6 separate regions of the Mus musculus genome follow, and all the other regions are linked to region 3. The links are chromatin contacts, called in public HiChIP or PLAC-seq and promoter capture Hi-C maps. All regions are on one chromosome and are shown on one strand. Each heading gives the region's core, a stretch centred on a gene start, on an enhancer-like site or on the middle of the called end of the contact. The rest is flanking DNA. Distances are from core to core; before and after follow the strand shown.

Region 1 (4,017 bases), core at 1,480-3,979, 840 kb before region 3:
CGTCAGAAGAACCAGTCTTAGCAGGCAGGATTGTGGGTTTGGAGGGCAGTGTGAATGGGGCCAGGACCCAGAGTTCATTCTCATGGTCTCTGGTTTTCTATTGTCCACTTCCCCGGGGTCAAAACGAACGATAAAGATGCTGTTGGTGTTTCACACAGTGAATTGGTTCTATAGTGCTCTGTCACCATTGCAAGCTGTGACCCCTGAAAGGACTATCACTTTCACGAGCTTCAGGAGAACTGCTCCCCAAGAAACCGCCTCTAGGGAGCTTCCCTGTGTAGCTGGGCAAGTGTAGCCTGCCTGTGGCATCTTTTCCCTAAGAAATACAGGACTACACATAGGCACCTGGAGCAGCCCGGATCTTGTCTTGTTTTTGAGAGAACATCTGAGTTTTCATAGAAGTACCGTGGCCACTGGGCTCTAACAGGTTCCAGGCATTTGGGGTGATGGAAAATTAGATGGTCATCCCTAGATGCAATGGCTTCCTTCTGTATACACGGAGTAGCAGTGATTAGCTAATGGCACGAGGTGTTGCAGGTCGGAAGGGTTCCCAGAAGAATAGTATGTAGTGTGGAACCTGGGGAGGCCAGGAAAGACTGCAGACCGTACATGAGGCCCTTAGGGACTATATGCTGCTGCAGTCTCACACCAGGCAGGCCTGGGTGTACTAGTTACTTGAAAGTTGGATGGGAAACGGACATTGCCCCACTAGCTAGCTAGGACCATGGGACATTAACAATGGTCAGGCTGAGAATGTGGCTGGGAAAGACAGCAGCCACCTTGACTGGCCATTTCCTGTGTGGCTTCCTCACAGACCCTCCCAAAGTTTCAGAGATGCCCCCTCCATCTTTGGCCCTCCCAGGCGGTCAGTGGACTCCAGCTTTGGGACTAACTGCAGGTATCCACCTGTGCCTACTGCAAACAGCCCTGAAAGTCAGAGTTAAGGGGCCGTGGTGGGGCACACCCTTAGTGTGACTGGCAGGTTTTCTGATGTCACAAACTATCCTTTATCTAGAAGCTAATGGCTTGGTAGGGGTGGAGCTAAGGGCCTGAGGCTACTTAGATTCTGGCTCTCTACTCCTTTTGACCCCCAGATGGTCTCAGCAGGGATACCTGCTAGATTGGGGTGGTGGGCAGGCCTTTTCAGTCTTCCTCTCTGGGTATTTTTTTCCTCTGTGAGACATACATAAGAACTTTCTGACTCAATGTCTGATGAATGTAAATTTCTTACATACTTGGGACCAACTAGCTGACAACCCTCTCACCATGCTGAAGATACAAACATGATCAATACAGGGTTGGGGTTTGGGGGTTGGGAGACACCAACTTTTCCCACCCTCCAAACCTTCCCAAGTCTTGGAGCTTCCCAAAACTTCCATGCTTTCCACCCAACCACCAACTCCGGCAGCTAGGATCCCCAGGGCAGTGCCCCAAGTCTCCTGAACTGGAAAGCTGCTGGCATCCAGAAGTCAAAGGGCAATAGGAACACCCCCAACCCCAGGACCCGAGAAAGACAGAACTACACTACCCAGAATTCCTAGGGTTAGAAAAAAAGGAAATGTCGTTTATGCAAGAAGAGGCTCAACTCCCCCAGCAGCTGCAGAGAGGTGGGAAAGAAGAGAGAGAGAGAGAGAGAGAGAGAGAGAGGGGGGGGAGAGTGTGCTGAGTGCCAGAGCTAGGGAGGAGAGCCGGGCGGGCTGGAGGAGGAGGCGGTGCCTACCCGCCTGCACGCTACCGCCTGCGGACCTGCATCCCACGGGGCGCACGGGCGAGCGCAGGTCCTGCGTGCGCCGGTGCGCGTTGTCGCGCGGCTGCGGACGAACACAGGGGCCAGACAGGCGCAGGGACCGAGTTTCTGCAAAGTTTGACCTGGTTGCCTTTCCGATGCTGCAGCAGAGCGAGGCGGCGCGGGGCGCGCCAGGCGGCTGCGGCGCGGCGGCGGGGCAGAGCGGTGACAGCACGCTCATAATGATCATAAAATAAGGAGGCGCTCGGGGTGGGGGCGAGAGAGCCCCGAGCCTCAGCCCTCCGCCCCCGGCCATCCCCACAGCAGCCCGGAGCCAGGAGGGGCTTGGGGATCCGAGGCGCCCACGCCATCCCCGGACCCTAGTAGATAAGAGCCAGGGGACACTGCCCAGGGGAGGGGGCGCCCCGAAAACGTGCGGGCAGAGAGGTTAGGGAAGACCGGAGGGCGGTGACCCAGGCACCTGGAGCGGCCCTAGGGGCAGGTGAGTTCGTGACGCCCCCTGGGTGGGAACCTGACTGCCAAAGTTCCTCGGCGGAGGCGCGCGCTCGGGACGCGCTGGGCTCAGCTAAGGCTCAAGCTTGGTTAGGGGAAACCGAGGCACGCGGTGGGGCGGGGGGGGGGGGCAACACGCCTTCTTGGTGTCCAGCCACCTCTGCCGGCAAAGGGCAGAATGCCTTAAAAGACCGGCCTGGGCTTGGCACTGAGGCCCCGGGGATCGAGACACTGGAGCGAGAAGGGGCGTTTCACGCTGGTGGCGTGGTACTGATGCGCAGTACCCGAGCCGGGAGGTCCTAGTGACCCACTGCGGTGGCAGTCTGAACGACCCCTCACCCCTCCCTCGAGCTAAACCGGTGTCAGCGGAGATGTCACGGGAGGCGATTATTCGCTGGTGCGCGCAGTCGTGCGGCCGCCACTGACGGGGCGGGCGGAGGGGGGCGCCACCTCCGGGGAGACCGCCCAGAGCTGCGCCGTCAGCTCCACAGCCCGTGCCCGGCGCACAGGCATCGCCGCGCCCTCGAGTCCCCCGCAGTAAAGTTCGGCTCAACTTTGCCGCCCTGTGCCTTCCACCTCTCTGCAGGTCCTCGGCGGCCGAGGCGAAGCAGGCGGCGGCGGATATCCGAGTGCAGTCCCGGAGCCCTGCGCGGCAGTCAGCGGCTACAGCGACAGTGGCAGAGGAACGCGCGAGTGGGCGCCGGAGGGGACCTGGCGAGCACCTAACCCGGAGCGCACCTCTCGGAAGGGCGGGTGGATACGGGCCTCACAGGACGTCGGACCTCTGCCGCTTGAATCGGAGCTCACGCTGCAATTGATTGGGCCCCGCCGGGCGGGCGCGTGTGTTCCAGGGAGCCGGTGCGGAAGGCAGAAGGGCAGGAAGTCGGCGTTCTGCAGCGAGGGTGGCGCGACCGCGCGGGGACCGAGCCTTCCTTATTTATGTGCCTGGCAGAGCCCGTCTGCTTCCTGCGAAGACTTCAGGGAGAGTGTCCGAGCTGCCATCCCCAAGTGTGAGGACGCAGCGCTGGATGTCAGAAAAACATGCTTCTCCATTAAACTCCAAACTTTTCTTTTTTTAAACCCAAAGAATATCGGTGGCTTTTGCCCACTGCTAGAAGAGGGAGCCCAGGGCTCTTGAGATGCAACAGAACCCATATTTATAACAGGACCCGGCAGTGCTATGCAAACCTCCTCTACTCCTTAAGTTCTCTAGCCTATGGATCTCGATTTTGAGTTTTGAGATTAGATTGAGCGCTCTGCACTGGGTCCTGCAACCTCCATCCTTTCAATGCCCTGTTATTTTTGGGACTGCTGGCCTTCCCTGGAGATTAGAGCGGTCCTGTGTGCCATGGGCTGTATTCAGAGCATCGGAGGCAAAGCCAGAGTCTTCCGGGAAGGGATTACCGTGATTGATGTGAAAGCCTCCATCGACCCCATCCCCACCAGCATCGACGAGTCCTCCAGCGTGGTATTGCGCTATCGGACACCCCACTTCCGGGCCTCAGCCCAAGTGGTCATGCCGCCCATTCCCAAGAAGGAGACCTGGATCGTTGGTTGGATTCAGGCGTGCAGCCATATGGAGTTTTACAACCAGTACGGGGAGCAGGGCATGTGAGTACTCCTGGGGACAGGCTGGGGGCCTTGAAGGCTCGGGGAGGCTGGAGCAGGGCTGCAGGGGTCTTTAGGCAGGGGTGGAACTGTCTCCAAGCCTTCTTGGGTCAGGCAACTCTGGGGAGCCTTTATGTTGATTAGGGTCCTAGCTCAGCTAGACCTGCCCT
Region 2 (4,269 bases), core at 40-2,539, 770 kb after region 3:
GGGGCAGAGTTGCTGAGAGGGTCCAAAGACAGAGGGTTTCAGAAGAGCCCCACTCCCCCCCCCCCATCCCCCAGTCCCACTCAAGGGCCCAGCCCTGGACTCTGCCTGGGCCAATTTTCTGACCTAAGTACTAAAAGGAACCTTAAACGCGGTGGATGAGGCTTGCGGCTGGCATCTTGGGCCCCCCACACCCACCCTTGCCCTCTTACTCTCTTTAAGCTTCTCAGTACAAGGGGACTCTCAGGCATCTTCTCTCTTTTCTGCTCTCTGTCCTCAATTGGTCAGTAGATAACTCAGAATAAGAATCTAAAAGTGGAGAAGTCCTTGGCCTGGGTACTCCTGGGGCTCAGGGTAAGGACCAAAACTTAACAGGTTGCTCCACTCAAGCGGTCTCAAGCTTGGCCTCCAAGAACCTTAAAGGGAGAAATTCAGACTTTTCTGGTAAGAGATCCAAGCTAGGCACTTAGGGCTTCTATTGTCATTGATATTAAGTCAGGAAAGAAGAGGTCTCCCAAAAGAGGAGGAAGCTTGGGGCGGGTTCATAGCCCAAACCCCCACCCCCACCCCCCACCCAGGCAGTCTCACGATCACAAAGCTTCTCTACTAGAGATCAAAAATCACTGGGATTTGAGTCAAACAGAAAGAGAGGCCCTTCCGTGACCATTCCCAGAGGCCCCTGGGCTAACACATCAGGTAATCAGGCCCCAAACCCTCTCTTCCAAGACAGCACTCTAGTTCTCAGGTGCGCCCCCCACTCAGCTTTTCTTGGAAGAAGGCTCAGCTCGCCCAGGTTGCCCCCGGCCGTGGCAGGTGGAAAAGAGGAGGCGCCGCGTGGCTCGAAGCGGGGGAACCGCGCGCACCTGCCGCAGGTGAGGCCCAACCATGCGGAAGGGGGCGGAGCCATCTCCGCTGCGCTCAGGTGAGCCGACCCCCAGCTCGCAGGAGCCACGTCCAGGAAAGCTACGAATTTCGACGTGGCTCCCAAGAGGCGACCCAAAGCTGAGAGAGACTACCTCGGAGGCTCCTAGTCCCACGAGGTGCCGCGGCCCCAGGAGAACATTCGAGGCAACGGCGGCGTTGGAGGCCCGGGGTCCGTTCGTTATTTGAATAGCACAAAGGAACCGCCTTGGTCTGATTGGCCAGTCAAGTGGTCCCGGGGAGGGCAGTGGCTGTCAGTCGGAAGGCTCTACACGCTTCTATTGGCTAATCTACAGTGGGGCGGGGCGCTGCTGCCCAGCTAAATAGTTGGGGCCGGGGCCGGCGGAGGCTCATTGCTTTGGCGCCGTCTGGGGAGCGTGAGCCTGCGGGTGGCGCGCAACGCATGGTGGCGACTTCTCTCGGAGTGTCGCCGACCCGCCGACCCGGGCTCGGTTCCCTGTGCCTGGCTCGCCCGGGCGACCAACTGGAGACACACGCAAGGAGCAGCATTCGCAGCACCAGAGGCGGCTGCTCCGCCGCCCGCGTCTCCGCGGGAGCATGGAGTGCGCCCTGGACGCCCAGAGCCTGATCAGCATCTCCCTGCGCAAGATCCACAGCTCCCGGACCCAGCGCGGCGGCATCAAGCTGCACAAGAACCTCCTGGTGTCCTACGTGCTCCGCAACGCGCGCCAGCTCTACCTGAGCGAGCGTTACGCCGAGCTCTACCGGCGCCAGCAGCAGCAGCAGCAACAGCAGCCGCCCCACCACCAGCACCAGCACCTCGCTTACGCGGCGCCCGGAATGCCGGCCAGCGCGGCCGACTTCGGCCCGCTCCAACTTGGCGGCGGCGGGGACGCGGAGGCGCGCGAGCCGGTTGCCCGGCACCAGCTGCACCAGCTCCACCAGCTTCACCAGCTGCACCTCCAGCAGCAGCTGCACCAACACCAACACCCGGCGCCCAGGGGCTGCACGGCGGCGGCGCCGGTGGCGGTGGCCGGGGCGCCCGCGGGCTGCGCGGGGGCGCTCTCGGAGCTGCCCGGGTGCGCTGCGCTCCAGCCGCCGCACGGCGCGCCCCACCGCGGGCAGCACTTGGAGCCGCTGCAGCCGGGTCCCGCGCCGCTGCCGCCGCCCGCGCCCGCCGCGCTCTGCCCGCGGGACCCTCGCGTCCCGGCCGCTTGCTCTGCGCCCTCGGTGCTTCCGGGGGCTGCCCCTTCGACCGTCGCTGCCTCCTCTCCGCCCGCCTCTACAGCCCCTTCCTCATCCACTGGCTTCTACCGGGGCGCGTACCCGGCCCCCTCGGACTTCGGCGTGCACTGCAGCAGCCAGACCACCGTGCTGGACCTGGACACTCACGTGGTGACCACGGTAGAAAACGGCTACTTGCACCAGGACTGCTGCGCCTCCGCCCACTGCCCCTGCTGTGGCCAGGGCGCTCCGGGACCCGGTCTGGCGTCCGCCGCTGGTTGCAAGCGCAAGTATTACCCTGGCCAGGAGGAAGAGGACGACGAAGAGGACGCGGGCGACCTGGGAGCCGAGCCCCCCGGGGGTACCCCATTCGCCCCCTGTAAGCGCGCCCGCTTCGAGGACTTCTGCCCGGACTCGTCCCCGGACGCGTCCAACATCTCAAACTTGATCTCCATCTTTGGCTCGGGCTTCTCGGGGCTGGTGAGCCGACAGCCGGACTCCTCGGAGCAGCCGCCGCCGCTCAACGGGCAGCTGTGCGCCAAGCAGGCGCTCGCCAGCCTCGGCGCCTGGACTCGAGCCATTGTCGCCTTCTAGGGACCCCCGAGGGCATGGGGACCCTGGGCCCCGCGGGGCTGGGGCCAGACAAAGACTCGGCCAAGGGGCGATAGGGAGCGAGCGGGTCCTGGCCACTCGGGGCTGAGCTGGGGACGAGCAGAGGCTGATGTTTTATAAATTGTAAAATAAAAAAAAAAAATCTAAAAATCTTGGACTTTATTTTTGCAGAGAAAAAGCGCCTATTTAAGTATGCTTTGTGTTTCTCTTACTCTTTTCCCCCCCTTTTTATTGTACTGATTGCAGTGGTGTTTAGCGAGGAGCCTGCCACGTGAGGCAGGGCTGCTGCCCGGAGGAGGTGCCCGGCCGCCGGGGGCGAGGCTGGGTGCCCGGGCGCGCCAGGGGCGCAACGCAGGAGGGCGCGGGGCCCCGGACGCCGATTCTAATCAGTTGTCAAGAGCCGGGAAGCCCGACGTTCCGCTCTCCTGAGTGCCTTTCTGGGGTGAGGAACGGGTCTTGTGAAACCCTGAGCAAAAAAACAAAGGCAAACTCTATCTCCAAAAGGGACGTTTCGGTCACATTTCCTCTCTGGGGGCGGCCTCCAAAGTTCTCAAAATGAGAAGGCAGAAATGAAAACACTTCAACTTTTTTTTCTTTTCTTGCCGGGTTGGGCGTCTAGAACCCCTCCTCTCCCCGCCCCTCTGGCTCCGTCCTCCTCCCCCTCCTCCACCCGCCTCGCGGACTCGGGCGGGGGGGGGGGGGGGCACCCTGACACTCTCAGCACAGTTGGGAAAGGGGTGGAGGGCGAGCAGGGCGAACTACATTTCCCATCATGCCCAGCACTGCGGTCCTCACTAAACAAAAAAGGAAGTCGATTCCTTCACCTGGATCCCCGGGGGAGGGAGGGGCCCGGACCGCCGACTGAGCTGGAGACTTTTCGCTTAGCTCCTGGTCAGCTCTAGTGATTGTGCGCGCTTCTAAGTTACCTTGTGCTTTAGCCTTCGGTCCCATCTCATGAAACCAGCATTGTTCCAGCCTGTGAGAACCCTGTCTCCGTCCTCAGCGCGATAGATTTTGTTTAATTTAAAAGCCTTTTGTTGTGAGAAGGTGAGGTTCGCTTAGTGCCCCTCTGGGTCTCTGCCATCAACACCCCGAGGACTCCAAAACAAGTTGCCAACCTTGCCTTCCCGGCCCTTCTTCCTCCTGTATTTTTGTGCATAATGAATTGTATCTCACCGGGTAAAACTGTTCAGGTTATTTGTTTAAATTTATAATCTTAATAAAAAGTCAATTGTAGAGTGTATGGTGGTTCCTTTGCTTTCACATGGGCTTAGAGGTGAGAAAATCTAAACACACACACACACACACACACACACGCAAGCAAACACCAGCTTTCCAGGGCCATGGTGGAAACCCATGGATACCCCCATATCCGCAGGGCCAGGGTTGGAATTGTGTGTGTGTGTGTGTGTGTGTGTGTGTGTGTGTGTGTGTGTGCTGGGGATGGAGCTAGGGTTGGGAGTCAGTATGTGTGCGTTCTGGGGATGGAGGCCGGTGCTACAAGGTCTTCTCCATAAGCCCTCCTCACCAGCGGGTCTTGCCCCCTTGGGAACC
Region 3 (4,187 bases), core at 303-2,802:
TGCCATGGTTCCTGGAGAAGTCCATGGAGCCCTCTACCCTCCCCACACCCTGGGGTCCTGGCCCGTTCAGGGAGGGAGGGTGTCCCACCAATAGCCTACCTGCTAATGGCTGTGAGCCACACCTTCGAGGGTCCAGTTAACCTCACAAACAGCAACAAGCTAGAAAAAGCTACCCACCCAATCTGGAAAGAGAGAGTAGGCAGCCTGGGCTGGGAAGGATAGTTCTCCTGGATGTGACCTCCAAGGTGTCCAACTCCTCAGGACAGGGGCCAGGAGAGCCCAGGCAGTAAAGCCCCCTTTGTTCTAAGTCTGGGAGAGTGAGGAGCATGGGGCTAAGGCACTAGGTTGACCAAGACCTGCAAACGTGCTCAGAAGACCGATACCGGGGGTGGGGGTGGGGGTGAGAGCAGAGACCATGCACTGCACCAGAGCCTCCATCTACACCGAGCTGTCAGTTAACTGCCTGTCTTTCCGGGTGATGCAGAGCGCTCAGCCAAAGCTTCCCAGGACCCACTTCCAGGGCCACCCCTGGAGAGGCTGCGAGGAGGGGGGACACCTGGTGTGGAGGCACTAAAGATGCAGAGGCAGATCTGTGAAGTTGGGCAAGTGGAGAGCCACGCCTGGGACTGATCTAGTGGACCGTGGAGTGGGACAGACCTTCCTTCGCTCGTCAGCTCGGGCCATGTAAACCCATTTCCTGGTGCGGTAGAGACAGGAGAAGGGAAGGGGGGATGGAGAATACAGCCCAACCGTGCGACATCTAAGAGGGCGCCCAGGACCCTTGGCCCTCTACCGTCACTACCTGAGCGTTCTACCAGTCTCGCCAGCCCTCTTCCTCCCAACACAGTCACACTTGCCAGGGAGGGGGCGACAGGCCAACCTCGCAAGAGGCAGGAGCCGCAGCAGCATCATTAAGCATGAATCACCCACCCACCCTGCTCCAAGCAGGAGAGCCACACAACGCCCGGGCGCCCCCTCCTGGGACCACTGCCCCCCGCCCCGGCACAGCCCGGGTCCTTCGGACAGGAGGGGAGCAGCGGGTGGGCTGCGGATGCCCTGAGGACCCAGAGTGGTCCCTGGAGCACGCTGACAGGCGACACCCAGCCATGGCCGGGGGCGGGGGCGCGGATAGAACAATGGGCCAGGTGCGGGGCAGGGGCGCGGCCGGGAAGGGCGGAGGGAAGGTCGCGGCTCGATGGGGAATCGGGGATCTGGGATCGGGGCTCACTCACAGTAGGTTTTTCTGGTCAGCTCCTCCACAACTTCAGGCTTCAACTTGCTGTTGGATTTCCCCATGCTCGGCGGCCGCGGCCCCCGCTCCCCGGGCCGGACCCGCTCGGGGCGCCCAGCGGGAGCGGTTGGGTCGGGCCGGGGTGCGCGGAGGCCGGCAGGCCGGGCTGGGCCGGGCCGGGGCCGCGCCTTTGTCTGGCCGTGCCCGCGCGTCCCGTGCGCGGGGCTCCGGCGTGCTGCGCGACCGCGGCTGACGGTTCAAGGGGCCTCGGGGACCCGGCGAGGGCCAGGCCTTGGCGGTGCAAGCGGCCACGGCGAGGAGTTGCGCGGGGCTGAGAGCCGCAGCCGCCGGGGCTCGGTTGCCGCGGTCGTCCCTGGTTACTGGGCTGCGTAGCACATGCTCGCTACTGCTGCGCCGCCGCCGCCCCTACGCTCCCCGCCTCCCGCCCGCACCGGCGCGCCAGGGGTGGACTCGGAGCCGCCACTCATCGCCCGGCGCCACCTCCCGCCCAGCTCCGACAGGCGCGAGCTCCGCGTTGAGGCACCCCCTCTCCTGTTGGCTCTCCGGGGACGCTGGGAGGTCGCCGCACCGCCCCCTCCGCCGATCCATTCCCCCCTCTCCGCAGCGGCGTGGGCAGGGAGGGCCCGGAAAATCGGACGTGAACGAGGCCAAATCCCTGCCCGGCGCAATTCATTCATTCCACTTAGATGTGTTGGGCGCTGGGGACCTGGCGGCCAAGAGGACAGACGCGATCCCAGACCTCTCCAGGAGCATCCTGATGTGCTGGCTGGCATGGGTTTCGGTGGGAACACTTTTGCCTGGCCTTGAGGGAAGTGACTTCAGATTGAGAGAGGAATGGGGTATCAACCTGGAAGGGGTCTGGCCTGGGAGGGAGAGCAGCCTCTACACCCGGGGCTCCAGGCAAGGCTGGGAATGATCTGAGGCCAGGCAGAAGGGCCAGAGCTTCTGGAGACCAGCCTGGCAAGCCGCTTTCCCCAAAGACCTGGCCTCTGTCCCCGGTGCCCAGGAGTACTTGCAGTTCAAACCTTCTCTGTTGTGGGGCTTGCTTGAAGTGGCCAGAGGGAGCAGAGCCTGTTGGTGGGGCTCCATGCCTGGAAGCCTGCAGCTGGGGAAGGACTCCAGGAAAAGGATGGCCTGCTCTCCCCTCCTCCCAAAATGTCATCGTAATTGAGACCTCTCCTGACTTTCTGCCCAACTCTGTCTCCTTAACAGCTCAGGAAAACTTGGACCTCTTAGTCCATTGGCGCTTGCTTCTTCCAAAGAATGAGCCTCAGGGGGAGGGGAGCAGAAATATGTCTTGCTCTCAGAAGGCCCTGAGGGCCAGTGGCAACTTCTGTGAGCCAGTCTTAGTAGCAGAGGCCAGGGAGCCAGCCCAGCTAAACAGGGAAGTGGGTGGGGAGGCAGTAGGATCCCTGGTTCACAACTGGCTTAGACAACATTAGGAGGAAGAGTTCTCAGGGAAAGGCATGAAAATAGATCGGGTAGGGGAGGAATGACCCATGCCAGGAACCAGAGCCCTGGAAAGACCATGGCAAGATGAAGCCATTCCCTCCTGAGCCAGCAGGGATGCAATCACGGACAGAATTTCTTTTTTTCCCTCTCAGAGGGTGTAAAACCCTGCCTGGGGCGATGGTACCTTTCAACCCCACCTCTTGCATGTCTCCAGCCTTCAGATGGTCTCGGTTCCTTCCCTTACATGAGCCCAGGCCAGACCCAGGTCCCAGCTTGTTGGTGTGAAGAGCCCGTTCGATACAGGAAGTGAGCAGACATGGATCCTGGAAGCTGGCGCTGTGCCACAGCTAAAGGAATTCTCGCTAGAGGTTGGAGCAGGGTGTCCCAGCTTTGAGGATCGATTCAAAATGTACACGAAGGAAAAGCCACAGAAAGAGGTTCAGAGCTGGCCAGCCTCACCTGAACATCCTGCTCAGACAGAAACCTTGGACCATGGGTTAACAGTTGAAGCCTTAGAGAGCTGTGAGCCAGGCCTGTCATCTCTTGGGAGATGGAGGTAGGAGGATCAGGAACTCAGTGGCAACCATGGCTGCCATATAATGAGTTCAAGGACAGTTCTATGCTCTACAGGAACCCAGGGGTTGTTCCATGTGTTGGGTGCTAGACTGAAGACTGAAGACACTGCAGTGAGCAACATGAGAAATGGTCGTGTCTCAAGCCTGCCCAACAACAACCACTGGTCACCAACACCATGACAAGAACCAGGACTCTGGGGGATACAGGAGTCAGGGAAGTGCCTGGTTCCTCACAGTCACGGACACCACTGATACCGGGTTAGTATTTGCTAGGCACCCACTGATGCCAGGCCCCTGGGGATGTTGAAAAAAATCCTTGCCTCAATAGAACTCACAATTTAGCGACCAGGGAACAATAGAAATCATGAACAATTCACGAAACAGACACTATGTTACGTAACCAAGGAGAAATGGCTCAAGCAAGGTTAGGCAAGGGATGCCAGGTACAGGCCAGGATCTGTGAGGCCCCTGGGAGGGAATCTGATCAATGACCTGAAGCAGGGAGAAGGGCATTGAGGACCAAGTGAGGCTCTGTGTAGAGCCAGGGAGCACAGCTGCGACAAAAGCAGTCTCAGAGGGTGGGTGAGGAAAGGCAAGAGGGTGACTGGGGGAATTATAATCCAATGGGGTCTATTCTGGCTCATGGCTGTGGAGGTTCAAGGTCCAAAGACTCCACTTGGTAGAGCCTTGGGCAAAAAGACAGGGACAAAGGGAGAGAGAGCACTCCCTCTGCCCCTTCGCATAAAAGCCACCAAATTTGCCAGGCATTGTGGTACACACCAGTGATTCGAGCATCTGCCCAGCTGAAGTGAAGGGCTGAAGCTTGGGGGGGGGGCGGGGTCAGGGGGGCGGTGAGCTGAGATCAAACCGATGGGAGCTGGGGAGCGATTCAGTGAGGAAAACAGCTA
Region 4 (3,890 bases), core at 997-3,496, 650 kb after region 3:
TCTGTACATGGGAATCACAGTGACAAAGATAGAAATTAAATCGGGTCACACACAAAATGGCAGGCTGAGGAGAGGGCTCTGTTGGTGAAGGTTTTGCTGTGTAATCATGAAGTCCTGAGTTTGAATCCCAGGCACCCACATGAGAGCCAGGAGCAGCAACGCCTGTCAGTGACTTTAGTCTCTGAGCTAGTCAGTGAGCCTCAGTGAGAGCCCTTGCCTGAAAAGACAAGGTGGAGGATGACTGGGGCAGATACCTCTGTGTAAAGGCATGTGCACATGTGCCCTTGAACACATATGTGTATACACACACACACACACGCACACGCACACCGCACATGCACACGCACATGCAAAGGTCAGCTTCCACCCAATTTCCAGGTAAGCAAGGAAATAGTTGGGGTGAGAAGGCTCCGGAAGGGGAGTGGGGAAGAAACCAGTCAAATGGACAAGGGAAGGGTGGTCTCAAGCAGCTATGTCACACAGCTCTCCGAAGCTGGGTTCTTCAGACGGACAAGTCTATGGCTGCCTCCTGGAAAGTGAGCTACCCTTCTTGACTCTTTGTTGGCCAGCAGGGCTGGGGCTGGGGCAGAGGACTGACAAGAAGTGGTGGTCAATAACCCAGGGGTGAGAATGGGCTCTGGGGCTGGTGACATCGGCTCAGGATGACCTTCCAAGCCAAAGCAGAGGCTGGCACTGGGTGCCACAGATGCCCCACAGGAAGCTGCCACCTGTCACCCTGTTGGGGTCTTCATTAGGATAAGAAAGAAACAGAACTGTGGGGTGGGAGGTAGTTACAGGACTGTCAGAGCTTATGACACTGGAAGTCACGGAGAAGCTGTTCAACCAAGACCCCCCTGGCTCACTGGGCTTGGAAGGTCTCAGGTTAGCTATTCCAGCACCTTCTCTATCTCTCAGACTCCCTTCCATCTTCATCCCACGGCCTGGGAGAGGAGGCCTGGGTGGCTCCGGTCTGAGCACTCTCAAGCCTTGCTCAGTTCCTTGCCTCAGTTTCCCCATCATAGATTGCCAATAACAACAACACTTGCTAGGGGTGTTGTAGGGACTGCAGAGATCTTTGTGGGGTGATCACAGTCAGGAGCCAGTTCCAGTGTGAGCTACTCCTTCCTCCCCCCGCCCCGCCCCCCAGGCACTTTGCATCTTCCCAGCCCAAGGGTGGCATCTCCTGGGTGTTGTATAAGAAGCCCCAGCCCCACAGGGCTGAGGATGGCTGGCTGCCTATCAGATGAGACATCTGCGTGTTTCAGGCCTATAGCTGCCCGAGATCCCTGCCTCTGTCTGGCTTCTTAAACCACAGAGCAAGGAATTTGATATTTCCTTGTAAGGGCTATGGGCTTTTGTGGTTCCTGTCCTCCTTGGGCATACAGTCTGATTGTGAGTCAGGAACCCAGAGGCTGCAGCAGGAGGGCTGGGGCAGGAGATACTTTCCAGAGAAGATGCTCAGAGGAGGGGCAGGGGAGACAGAGGGTAGCAGAAACTGCTGGAGGCACCCAGGAGCTCACTGTGGGTCAGGGCAGACCCTTACATGAGCTCACTCATGGGGAGACCTTGGGTTGGATAATCAAGGGGAACCACTGCTTGCAAAATCCCTGTCACCTGTGAAGACATAGAACAGGTTCTACCATCACCACCCCCATTTTACATATGAAGAAACTGAGGTTCAGGGAGGACAGCAGCACCCCTCTAGTCCTGCAGCTTTGGTCTATCTCTAGAGAAACCTAGGACCAGCCTGCGTGAGGCCTGTCCAGATCTGGAAGGAAGGGACTAGGGACCAGGGGTAGGAGTTGGGATGGAGGAGCTGAAGGGGTGGGCAGCAAAACCAAAGCCAAATCCTATTAGTACTAGGCAGAGAGATGGAGGAATGTGGGTGAGGACAGGGTCAGTCGAGGAGAGGCCTGGAACCCCTAGAGCACCGGATAGTTCCCCCTCCCTCCCAGGTGCGACCCCTCAACTTCCCGGAAGACACCACCCCCAGCTGGGCGGAGAGAAGGCCCACCGCCCCCGAGCCGCCCAATCAGAGGCACTCCCAGTCTGATGGCGGAGGCGCGGGCTGAGGGTTCCCCGGGCCTTCGGGGGAGCCCGGGGACCTGACCCCGACTCGGTGCCCCCGGCCCCCGCCCCCAGCCTCATTAGCACCGACGCCGGTTGTCTCCCCTAGCTTTCCGGTGGCTCCAGAATTTAAAGGTTAAATCCTAACCTCATCTCAGCAGTTTCTCCGGGCTTTGCCTACCCAGCGCCAGTTGCTGGTAATTATATGCATCTCCGAGCAGCCAATCAGCTGTCAGACTGACAGATACTGATCTTTTCGTTTTATTTTTAGCTCTGTGCTTCCCCCTCTAGTTGCAAAAAAAAATTCTGTTTGTTCTGAAAGCCGCTGCCTGCAGCCCTGCAGCCTGCTCTCATCTCTCCTCCAGCCAGGCGCGAGCAGGCAGCCACTGAGGATGAAGCCTCCATCCCTTCTCCAAAGCAAGGACAAAACGGCCTCTGTCCCCAGCTAAGGGCCGGCCAGGACGAAGCCCCGCTGCTGCACAGGGCCGAGGCGTCCTCGGATGCACAGCCACGGGAGAGAAGATGGCTTTGGCCTGGAGAGGTTGCGGCATGGAATGGAGACAAATCCTGTCGGTGGCGCCCGGAGGCCAGGAGAGGGGCAAAGACAAACAAATAGCGGGGCAGAGCTTCACTGAGAGTGGAGGGGCTTACACAAGCCAGTGACCCCAGAAAAGCAATCACCTCACAAAATGAACAGAAAGGGGCCTAGAAGCTGCCCCAGCTCAGTTTTGCATGGGTAGGCCATGCTAGGCACACTGGACCCTTCTAAGTCACCTGCCATGGGAAAGGCCAGCGATATGCACCCCTGGAGTCCTTTTATGGATCGTTCTAAAAGGCTGTATGGGTCTTCCAGGAGGCCCCTGGTCATACAGTAGATTTTGGAGAGGTCTGATAGACTCTACGGTTTATAGAATTTCCCCTTGTGCCTCAACACTCTGCCCCGAACTCATGCTTGGCCGTAGATAAAGAGAAGCCGGCCAGCCAGGACAGGGCCAGGATCCCATCATGACTTCTCTCTGGAGGTAGAATCCAGTTTAGGACACTGGCCACAGAGGCCTGGATTTAAGCCCAGGTCATGTTTCTCAGCTCTGGGTCCCTAAACAACCACAAGCTCTCAAAGCCACAATGTTCCCATCCATGAAGTGGGTCTCAGGCATGCCTGCACCTCTGGGAGTGACTTGAGGGTAGTAAATGGTCACTCCTGGCTCCAGCACCCCGGGCCTAGCGCCCTAAGAGTATCACCAGGTCCTCTGTTTGGTAGATGGGGAAACTGAGGTTCATCTGACTCTTATTTGGCAGATCTGGGACTAGAACCCTCCCCTCCCTTTTTGGCTTCCTATTCTCTGACACCACAGATGGTGTGCTGAGAAGGCTGAGGAAAAGCGAGGAGAAGGGAATTAGGAGACCCAGCGAGATGGCGGGAGGCAGGAACACCCGGATCAATTACTTGCGCTATAAATTCTGCTGTTTTGCAAAGTGAGCACACAACCAGAGAAGCAGGGATCCCGATAGGACCTGGATTGAGCCGAGCATGCAGCACCCCAGCTGCCGATGAAAAGGATGAGCTGCAGGCTGGGGTGCTGCAGAGGTCAAGGGCCCACAAGTGGGGAGCTGAGGAGAGAATGCAGTTGAGCTCTTGGGAGAGTCAGCCTTTCTGCCGTCCCTAGCGGCTCTCTTCTCTATGCTGCTGGGTGGGAAGCCTGCCCTTTACTCCTGGCCCTGGACTTGGTTCAGAAGAGAGTCTCAACATGCCCATCCATAAAATGGGGTCATGAGGGCATCTCTTCCTGGGGCCAGTGGGAGGGGTCAGTGAAGTGTAAGGT
Region 5 (4,367 bases), core at 845-3,344, 560 kb before region 3:
GTGCAGGGGAGGCACAGGTAGAGATGCTGGGGACAGGACTCCAGAGCCAGGCCCTCAGAAATCCAAGGTGATTGTGTCTGTTTCTGTCGGAGCACTCTCGCCTGTGTGGGGGCCTTGTCCAGCTAGCCTGCTCCCTGACACTGCTAAGCCCTGGCCATGATGATTCCCTCAGCTGAACTGCTCTGTCTGTGGCTTCAAGAGCCAGCTGGATGGGTCTCACCGACCCAATCTCACAGAACTCTCTAGAACTATCAAGGGGCTTGAGGACGAGCCATCTACAGGGTGTAGGACTGAGGGAAGAAATCTCCCTGGGGTTCTGTGAGGAGACTGGGGAGACCCCAGTGGTGGTGAACATTTATGAGAAGGGTGTGTTCTTCATGACTTGAGGAGTGTTGTGACATCATCAATTTCAGAGGTTCGGGGCTGATGGAGATCATAGCCATATGGTGTTCCAAGCTGGGTCCTATTCTGGGGGGGGGGGGGGATCATTCAGATGAAACCAGGAACCTGCAAGGGCACAGCCCAGACTGGCTGTCATGAATATACCCTTTCTCACCCAGTCTCAGCCCTCCCTCACACCATGAGAAACACAGATGGGTCCAGAAGCCAGGCTGCAAGGAAGCCTGGACAGGCTGCATGGAGCCCTGTGCCCTCAGGACTGCAACTCAGAGAGCCTTGGAACCTCCTGGAAAGCTACCCCCCACCCCAATTCCTCCTGTAACACTGCTTCCTTCTTTGCTCAGCCTCTAACCTTGACAAGGCCCATCCTGCTCGATGACATCAGAAACACCCTCAACTCCAGACTCCACGCTGGCCTGGACAGCAGCTGCTGGCAAGGTCCCCCATCATGGCGGACAGTAGCTGAAGACACTGGGGCTCAAGGATCAGAGGGACAGATGCAGGCAGGAACCCAGGAGTGTGCCTGAAAAGCGCTTTGGGAGTCTGCCCAGCCCTCAGAGCCAAGTGTTTGATTAAAGCAAATGTCTGAGCTGGCCTCCCAGCCCCATAGTCACAGCACGGCAGGTGGGAGCCCAGTGTGAACTGAGGAACTGAGTGGGCCACAGGGGAAGGGTCCCACCCTACCATGCAGTTGCTGAATCCAGGGTGTGTGGGTGGGGCATTGTCATTAGTCACCGGAAGAACTGCACTGAGTAGTGGCCCTGGAATGGGCAGTGACCACACCTTGGCCAGAGCACCCGTGGTCAGCATCCAGAGGGAGTCTGGTAAAAGGAGGAGGCTATGGAGATGAGGTATCTACAGCCCCTGCAGACACACACTCACTGCGGTGGTGCCGGCCGGTAAGAACAGCACCCAGCCGTGGACTCAGCGGAAGAGAAGTCATGGTGTGTGGTTAGGGGTGGTGGTGACAGACAACCCTGTCCTTCCTGAGGGTGCCAGTGTGGGAGGAAGGCCTCATTACCTGCCCTACACCTTTGCCAAGTCTACACCTAGCTAACTCGATGCCTTATCTCCCAGCCACCTTGACAGCCACTGGGGAGGTAGGTATGATCATACTCCGCCATTTAGAAGGGCAGGCCCTGTGGCTTTATGTCTGGATGGGCAGCCAACTCTGGAAAGTATGACCAGCCATGAGGCCGCATGGTGAGAGAGACAGAACATACCACTGTTGTCACAGACTGAGTGTGTTGCTGGAGCTGTCGCCCGAGAGGGACCTGCTTAGCCATGAGTTCTAAACCTTGAACCCCTCAGAACCAAGAATTCCTGCCCAGTTTCATGTCTCCCGAGGCTCCTAAGGAGGGGTATATCATATACCAGAACACCTCATCTGCCTACAGAAGGGACTGGGTGTCCATGACCCTCCAAGCCCTCTCAGCAGTGAGGATGCTGCCTCTGTAAGCCCACCGTCTCTGGAGGGAGACCAAGGCAGGGCCACCATCAGGGTTCTCAAGAGTGGGCCTCCATGTCTCCACCGGGAACCTCCAGTGTCTGAGCCCGCGGTTGACCCGTGATGATGCTCTCTGTGCTGCAAGGGTGGCGCCCGCCACTCTTCATCAGACCACATCCTGTTTGCGTTGTCTCTTTGTCCTTTGGCCCACGGTGCCCCTTCCTTCACCACCAGCAGCCCCAAAGGAATCCTGGGGCTAGGAATGCATAGCAATCAGGCAGGCTGGGGCTCGCCTCTCCAGGGAGCTTTATAAAGCGGGGGAACCCCAGAGCCATGCCTGCTGGACCGGGACCTGAGCAGCTCTGCCTGACAACTGGGGTCCAGGGACTCACCTGCCCTTCTTAGAGCAGCCCTCAGCACAGTGAGTACAGCAAGGGACGGGAGGCCAGGCTCTCCAGGTGAGCTGGGTGCAGGCGGGTACAGCCAGCACCACGAGCCACACACCAGGAAGGGCGGGTGTGTGGGAGACCCGCAGCTTCATCCTCAGCTCAAGTTCCACCAGAGCCAGCCGGCCCTAGATGCCAGCCAGGAAGTATTAATCTCTGGGGATAAAGACCATTCCTGGTCCTCCCCTTCTATGGGGAGAAGGGAATGAGACTTGTCTGTCCCATGTGGGGGGCCCTGCCCTCTCCACCCGTGCCTGAGGAAGCCCCTTTAGCAGCAGCAGACTGGAGGCTACTCCAGGCCCTGGGGACTAGGGGGCTTAGCAAGCTGGATTTGGGTAGAAAGCAGGGCTGCTTTTGTTGTTGTTTTTGAAGCTTTCTGGCTGCGCTCACTTCTTTGAAATGTTTTCAAGGGAGCTGTTTCTGGAAAGAAGTCGTCCCCCCTGTCCCCCCCCCTCCCCCCTCCGTCCCCCGCCACTTCCAGCTTCAGGGGCTTCCTCAGAGGATGAGCCAGCTCGGCTCAGCTCACCCATGGTCACTGCAAACACAAGCATCCTCTGTGAGGGAAGGGAACAGTTCCCACCAAGGGATGTGGGGGGGGGGACCTCGAGACAATGAGACAGGTATGGGGGCACAGAGTAATGAGGCTACCTTGAATTCAGCTCTCTTTCTTATAAAGCTGTAGGACCTAGGGCAAACCCTGAGGCTCTCTGTGCCTGAGGTCCTAGGGGGGGTGGCCCCGGGGTTGGTGGGCTGGATGGCTATCATCAGGAAGCAATCATTTCCCTAGAGACTGGCACAGGGAGAAACCACACTGACATTAGAGCCCAGAGCTGTGTGGTGGGGCAGCGTTTGCTGTAGACAGACTTACTGTACAGAGAAACCCATTCACCAGAGCCTGTCCTGCCCAGTGGGAGCTCAGTGGGTGCTGGCTGTCCCCAGCCTTGCCTCTAGCTCCTCCCCAGGTAGGAGTTTGACTTACACAAGGGCCACCAGGCCCATTTCCCCCTCCCAAGAGCAACTTGTTCCTGAATTAGGGAGACAGTGGGGTTTCCCAGCAGAGCTGCTAGACCTATTCATTATCAAGTTGAAAACACGGCAGCTTCTCACTCTGCCTACGGCCCAAGAGTCAATAATTATAATAGAAAATTGAACCCAAATGCACACAGCCCCGAGGGCCACCCGGGTACCTCTGCAAGCCAGCTGGCAGCTCTGGTATTCCAGTACTGAGCCACCAAGGCAGGCAGCTCCCCGGCTACAGGTGAATAGGAATCAGACTAATTGGTCCAGCTGGCTCCCGCGGTGGCTACGACAGCCTGGTGTCCTGGGTGCTAGGGAACCAGGCTAAGCACAGTCAGCAGCTATCCCTCCAAGGGCTGCCCAGACCTTGGGAAGCCTGGGGCCAGGGATTGCATGTGGCCAAATGCTGGCCACTACCCCCTCCTCTCTCTCCCTCCTCTGCTCAGATGAGGGGCTTCCGGCCTTTGCTTTCCCTACTTCTCCCTCTGAGTGCCTGCTTTCCCCTGCTGGACAGAAGGGGACCCACAGACATCGGTGACATCGGAGCCAGGATGAACTGGGCCCAGCTGGCTGAGGGACATCCCCCCAACTCGGTTCAAAATCCACAGCCACAGGCCCTGCTTGTGGTGGCCAGGGAGCAGCAGGCCTCCCACAGGGAGCACACCGGCTTCCGTCTAGGGAGGCAAGACGGTAGCAGTGAGGCCGCAGGGTTCCTGCCCGCCGACTCGGAGAAGGCCAGCGGCCCTCTGGGGACTCTGGCAGAGGAGCTGAGCAGCTACAGCCGGAGGAAGGGAGGCTTCAGCTTCCGCTTTGGACGGTGAGGGCCTGCGTGGACTCTGCCCCGTCTGACCGTCTACTGTTGCCCCGGCCCCAACCTCAGGAACCCAGACCCGGAGAGAGTATCACAGTGCACTAGTGGTGGTGAATAGGTGTGTTCACATTTTCATTTCCAACTTTGCTAAAGTGAGAAATCTGGGTGGTGTTCAAGAAAAAAAAAAAAAACCAAACAAACAAACAAAAAACCAAAATGAGCAATCCCCTCTCCTCCCTCCACCCCA
Region 6 (4,458 bases), core at 693-3,192, 700 kb before region 3:
GCTTGCCCTCTCTGGGTGTTTGAAGACCTGCAGTGGTTAGATCACAGCTCCCCCTAGCCCACTTTCTGCAGCATCAGTACTGCCACGCCCCTTTTTGAGCCACCTGTTCCAACAGCTCTCATCCCAAGCCTTCACCTGCGTACGTCCCCAAGAACAGAAAGCCCCAAATCTCCACTCTTCTGACTCTTCTACTAAGGTCATCTAATTAATGTCCATATCCAGCTGTCTCTGGCTTAGGGTCCCATTGGCTGTGGGTGGAGCCAGCTAGCTCAGAACCTTCCTAACAAAATGGCCCCGGGGGCTGTATGAGGTCAGGGTCCCAGGTTCCTGTCCAGAAAGCAAAAGCAGCCAAGGCTGGGGTAGCACTGAGGCGTCTTGGAGAAGTCCATCAGGCCTGGGATCTGAGCCCAGCTATATGCACACGGGTCCCCCAAGACCATGCTCTATGACAAGCCCCAAGGGAAAAGGGAAGGGTCCTAGTAAGAGGCCCCAGAGCCCTACAGGGACTCCTGGAGCTGGTGGACGGGAAGAGACACCTATCTGGGTCTAGACAGTCCATGGAAATAAAGGAATTAGGTCGAAACACTTCAACAGGACCACAGCCCTGGCATCTCCAACGACCTCCAGTTACCTCTAGTGTGCTAACCCTACCAGCTAGCTCCTCGACAGGGGCCTGGAGTTTGTCACTCTGGGTGTCCAGGGACCAAAGGGGCAAATAAGAAGAAATGCCTCCCCTTATATCAATTGGCATACCTCAGCCCCAATGTACTAATAACTCTAGGGTAGAGTGTCTAGCATGGAGAAAATCTTAAGTTCAGTCTCCACTGTAGAGGAAAAGAGAGAGAGAGAAAGAGAGAGAGAGAGAGAGAGAGAGAGAGAGAGAGAGAGAGAGAGAGAGAGAAACTAACTTCGCGGGCTGTCTCCCTAGCGCTGGACCCCAGAAGATGTAGGCTCCTTACTTTCCTGAGCCCACAAAGTGACCCTGCAGGAAGCGAGAAGCTCTTACTGAGACACCAGTCACATCTGAACACAGATCCTGGGAACCCTAAAGCCTCAGGCTGTGCCACCTCTGTGCTTTGCCAATCCAGGAGGCCCTGACACCGTTTCTTATCTCCTGGGATCTACACGCTCAGTAGCAAACGTACGGAGCTGCTATTGTGTCTCTGGCAGCAGCGGAAGGATTTCTTTCTAGAACTTCCCCAGGACCAGGACCAGCATAGAAGAAAAAAACAGTCCCTTGGGCAACTTTTCTAAAAGCTGGTGCAAAGAGCTGTGTGTTAGAGTTGGAGGTGGGAGGCAACAAGGAAATGCCAGCATTAGCCAGCTCCTAGTGTTAAGTTCTGCGGGTCTATGGAGACAGCACTGGCCCTGGGGTCTCTCCTGGCGCCAAACCCCTTAGGTGGTCCCCAGCCGGCTCCCTCACCCGCCCCACCTCCCTGGTCGAGAGTTACAACTTGCAACTGGAGACGCCAGGCAGAGAACTAAGGGGTGGAATGGACTTACCTGGAGTTGGAGGCCACACAGCAGGGGCCAGGGATGCAATTGCAGAAGGCCAGGGGTAGGGGAGGAAGGGGCTGATTTTGTCTGGGGGGAAGGGGTGGCACAGTGCGGCACATGGGACCCACACGCTGTCCCACACAGTGACGCGGCTTACCCGATTGATCTCCTCGAGCCTCTTCTCCTGCCGGGCTTTGAGCAAACCGAACGCCTTCCCTCCTGCGGGAGACAAAGAGTCGGCGGGGAAGCTAGGGTACCAACCGGGCCACGCGCCCCCTCCGAGTTCCCGCGCGCGCCGCACAGCGCACACAGGTGGCGACCCAGGGACGTCCGGCGCGGGATAGCGCGGGGACAGCAGGCGCCTACCTTGGAACCTGTTGCTGAGTGCGACCGACATGGTATGAGCCCGACTCCGGACAAGGCCAGGGACAACAGGGAGGAAAAGTCGTCTGGTCCAGACCTTCGGCAGCGTGTGGCGACGGGACCCAGGGGCGGAGGGACCTCGCGGCCGGACACACCCCGCCCCTCCGGCGGCCCGCCTCCTGCCCCCCTCCCCGCTGCCGCGCGCACCCGGGGCATCAAAGCCCGCTGTTTAGCCGGACGCTTAGCCCGCCGCCGCCCCTCTGCTGGAGGACGCGGAAAATGCAAGATGGGAACGCCCTCTTTCCCCATCACCAGAAGAGACAATATCACATCTCACTAAGAACTTTGCAGAGCTGGTTGTGAAGATCAAGTGCCAATAGAGGCTGTCACCTCACTGTCACCTTTGCCCGGCAGTGCCACGATAACACCGATATTTTAGATAAATACGTGTGTTGGTGCAAATACGGTGTACCTGACACTTGGTCTTTGTGTGTCATTTCCCCTAACTACAAAGTAGTACCGGTATGCCTACTAGATAGAAAAGTCTGGAAGCTGAAGCTGGGACACGAGTCCTCTAGGGTGGTAAAGAAGCAGCCTGTGACTTGAGGAGAAGCCAGGGTGGGCATGCAAGAACTAGGAACTTGTAAAGAAAGAGATCATGAATTCCAGTGTCCAACCTGAACAGACTAGAGACCCTTTCTAGAGACAGGGTCTCCCTCCATTGTTACATTGTGGACACAGGCACAGATCAGGATTGCCCTAACCATGGGATCCAGGAATCCCTGTTCCCCTGACTTATTTCAAGTCTACACTCCTTAGATTGGGATCCTGGGACCAGCTGACTGTGGGGACGGGTAGCCAAGCTCACACAGGGGAGTCCAGTGGTCCAGATAGAATGCTATGGGGCTAATGGGAGGAAAGATGCTTGCGAGGCAGGGCTCCTGCTCTTAGGTTCCTCCCACTATGCATTCATTCATTCATCTGAAGCTGGGCACTTGACACAAGCTCCCTAAGCAGCAGAATAGGAGAAACAGGAGCAGGGACTGCACTGTAGAAGGTAGGCCCACAAGGGCTTGGGAGTTCAAAGCCTGCATGGTCGTGTTCCCTCTGAAAGCTCGGGCAGGAACTGGACTCAGAACAGGGCCCTATTGCTCTGGTCACAGGCTGCCCATGGTCCCAGCTAGCTGGGTTAGCTGTTGTTGTGTGACCAACTTTTCCTGAGGAGATACAACACACACGTTTACTCACCCCAGTTTAGGAACCCACGAGAGATCCAATTACAGATATCACCCAAGTCCAGCTTGGTGACCCAGTAAGCTTTATTAGGGTTATTTACAAGAATATGGGTGAAGAGTTAACTTACAGAAACAGAAATGACTCACAGACAGCTGTGTTGCCAAAGTCCACCCCCTAGCATGGATGACAGCTCACAAAACTGGGAACCTGGAGCCCGCCGCATGGTCTACAGACAGTGTGACAGGTTGGATGGAGAGTCTCCTTTCCCGGGGCATCAGTTAGTCTAACCAGCAGGCAACTCTACTTGTCTAAGAGTCTTCTTGCAGCTGGGTTCTGCTGAGGCCGGCAGGAAGGGGCCTGGGGAATCCGCTCAGTTTCAGGGAGCTCTTGAAGCTCTTGTTTTGGGCTGTTTACCTCTCTGCCTGAGGAGCCCCCCTACCGGAAGGAATGTTTTCTCCTCAGAGAAGACTGCTCCACAGCTGTTCCTGGCTGTTCAGTGGGATAGGACAGGGGCCATCCCAAGTTCTACTGCTCAGCTGGCTGCTGAGTTAGACAGATGTTCAGCTGCTGCTAGCATTCCCCTCCGTCATGTGCAGCCCCACCTCTGGACCTTCTGAGTGGCTCTGCATACACCAGGCATGACCATACCGCATGAGTCACTTGGCAGGCCTGAGACTTGTTTCCTAGGAAGCCTGGTCTCCGCCCACTAGAGATGCTGGGACCACGCTTTGCTGTACATCATGGCTCAAGTGGGTAGAGGTTGGCCATCCATCAGTGGAGAAACTGGGTTAAGGCCAGAGAAGTGCCGGATCCTGCCCCAGATTTTGACTTTAGAGCTCCCATGTCCTTTATATCACACACCAGATCCTAATTACCCAATCCCGTCTTCCGTCTTTCTACCCCAACCCTGGCAACCTACCATATCAGTCCCACTCAACATAAAATGGCAGCCACACCATCCTCAGCCTCACCTTGACCTCAAGGTTCTCTCTGGAGGGATGCTCCTCTCCTCAGAACACTTTGCCTGTACATATATGGCATGTCTCACCACAAAGCCTTGGACACAAAGTCCCTGGTATTTTGGCCAAGCAGGGGACTTGACCACTCAACATTTGATGTGGGGCTGGAGTGGTGGATCAGCAGTTAAAAGAAGTGTCTGCTTGCTGAACAGTGGTGGCGCATGCCTTTAATCCCGGCACTTGGGAGGCAGAGGCAGGCGGATTTCTGAGTTCAAGGCCAGCCTGGTCTACAGAGTGAGTTCCAAGACAGCCAGGGCTACACAGAGAAACCCTGTCTCGGAAGAACAAAAAAGAAGAAGAAGAAGAAGAAGAAGAAGAAGAAGAAGAAGAAGAAGAAGAAGAA

Evidence for each region. Promoter capture Hi-C pulls out the DNA fragments that hold promoters and counts their contacts. HiChIP or PLAC-seq counts read pairs in DNA pulled down with a chosen protein or histone mark.
Region 1: a contact with region 3 is called in an H3K4me3 HiChIP or PLAC-seq map of embryonic stem cells, with 2.7 times the contacts expected there. The contact joins the promoter of Fam78a here to the promoter of Ncs1 in region 3. A contact is called at or near these places in 2 of 39 promoter capture datasets (hippocampal neurons and liver) and 1 of 115 datasets of contacts at active chromatin or transcription factors (embryonic stem cells).
Region 2: a contact with region 3 is called in a promoter capture Hi-C map of liver, with 4 times the contacts expected there. The contact joins the promoter of Ier5l here to the promoter of Ncs1 in region 3. A contact is called at or near these places in 1 of 39 promoter capture datasets (liver) and 1 of 484 Hi-C or Micro-C datasets (embryonic stem cells).
Region 4: a contact with region 3 is called in a promoter capture Hi-C map of the SN4741 cell line, with 3 times the contacts expected there. The contact joins the promoter of Cstad here to the promoter of Ncs1 in region 3. A contact is called at or near these places in 2 of 39 promoter capture datasets (the SN4741 cell line and liver), 1 of 484 Hi-C or Micro-C datasets (CD4 T cells) and 1 of 115 datasets of contacts at active chromatin or transcription factors (pancreatic cancer cells).
Region 5: a contact with region 3 is called in a FOXA1 HiChIP or PLAC-seq map of pancreatic cancer cells. The contact joins the promoter of Qrfp here to the promoter of Ncs1 in region 3. A contact is called at or near these places in 11 of 39 promoter capture datasets (the 3T3-L1 cell line, 3T3-L1-derived adipocytes, the C10 cell line and 7 more) and 1 of 115 datasets of contacts at active chromatin or transcription factors (pancreatic cancer cells).
Region 6: a contact with region 3 is called in a promoter capture Hi-C map of liver, with 2.5 times the contacts expected there. The contact joins the promoter of Aif1l here to the promoter of Ncs1 in region 3. A contact is called at or near these places in 4 of 39 promoter capture datasets (hematopoietic stem and progenitor cells, liver and neural stem cells) and 1 of 115 datasets of contacts at active chromatin or transcription factors (astrocytes).

The regions. Positions count from the first base shown.
Region 1 is chr2:32,082,417-32,086,433 of GRCm38.p6, reverse strand. It overlaps Fam78a (family with sequence similarity 78, member A), which reads left to right and starts at 2,729. Exons shown (of 2, transcript NM_175511.4): 1 at 2,729-3,850. The coding sequence starts at 3,528. Gm33126 (a long non-coding RNA gene) reads right to left here and starts at 1,165. Exons shown (of 3, transcript XR_374254.3): 1 at 1-1,165.
Region 2 is chr2:30,471,219-30,475,487 of GRCm38.p6, reverse strand. Ier5l (immediate early response 5-like) reads left to right here and starts at 1,289. Exons shown (of 1, transcript NM_030244.3): 1 at 1,289-2,857. The coding sequence starts at 1,477. The coding sequence ends at 2,697. It overlaps Gm31291 (a long non-coding RNA gene), which reads right to left and starts at 1,180. Exons shown (of 7, transcript XR_003954013.1): 1 at 1,014-1,180; 2 at 210-413.
Region 3 is chr2:31,243,288-31,247,474 of GRCm38.p6, reverse strand. It overlaps Ncs1 (neuronal calcium sensor 1), which reads right to left and starts at 1,552. Exons shown (of 8, transcript NM_019681.3): 1 at 1,233-1,552. The coding sequence starts at 1,296.
Region 4 is chr2:30,593,400-30,597,289 of GRCm38.p6, reverse strand. Cstad (CSA-conditional, T cell activation-dependent protein) reads right to left here and starts at 2,246. Exons shown (of 2, transcript NM_030137.2): 1 at 2,216-2,246. The coding sequence starts at 2,220.
Region 5 is chr2:31,808,307-31,812,673 of GRCm38.p6, reverse strand. Qrfp (pyroglutamylated RFamide peptide) reads left to right here and starts at 2,094. Exons shown (of 2, transcript NM_183424.4): 1 at 2,094-2,267; 2 at 3,756-4,367. The coding sequence starts at 3,756. The coding sequence ends at 4,130.
Region 6 is chr2:31,947,787-31,952,244 of GRCm38.p6, reverse strand. It overlaps Aif1l (allograft inflammatory factor 1-like), which reads right to left and starts at 1,942. Exons shown (of 6, transcript NM_145144.1): 1 at 1,864-1,942; 2 at 1,655-1,716. The coding sequence starts at 1,894. Lamc3 (laminin gamma 3) reads right to left here. Exons shown (of 28, transcript NM_011836.4): 28 at 3,162-4,458.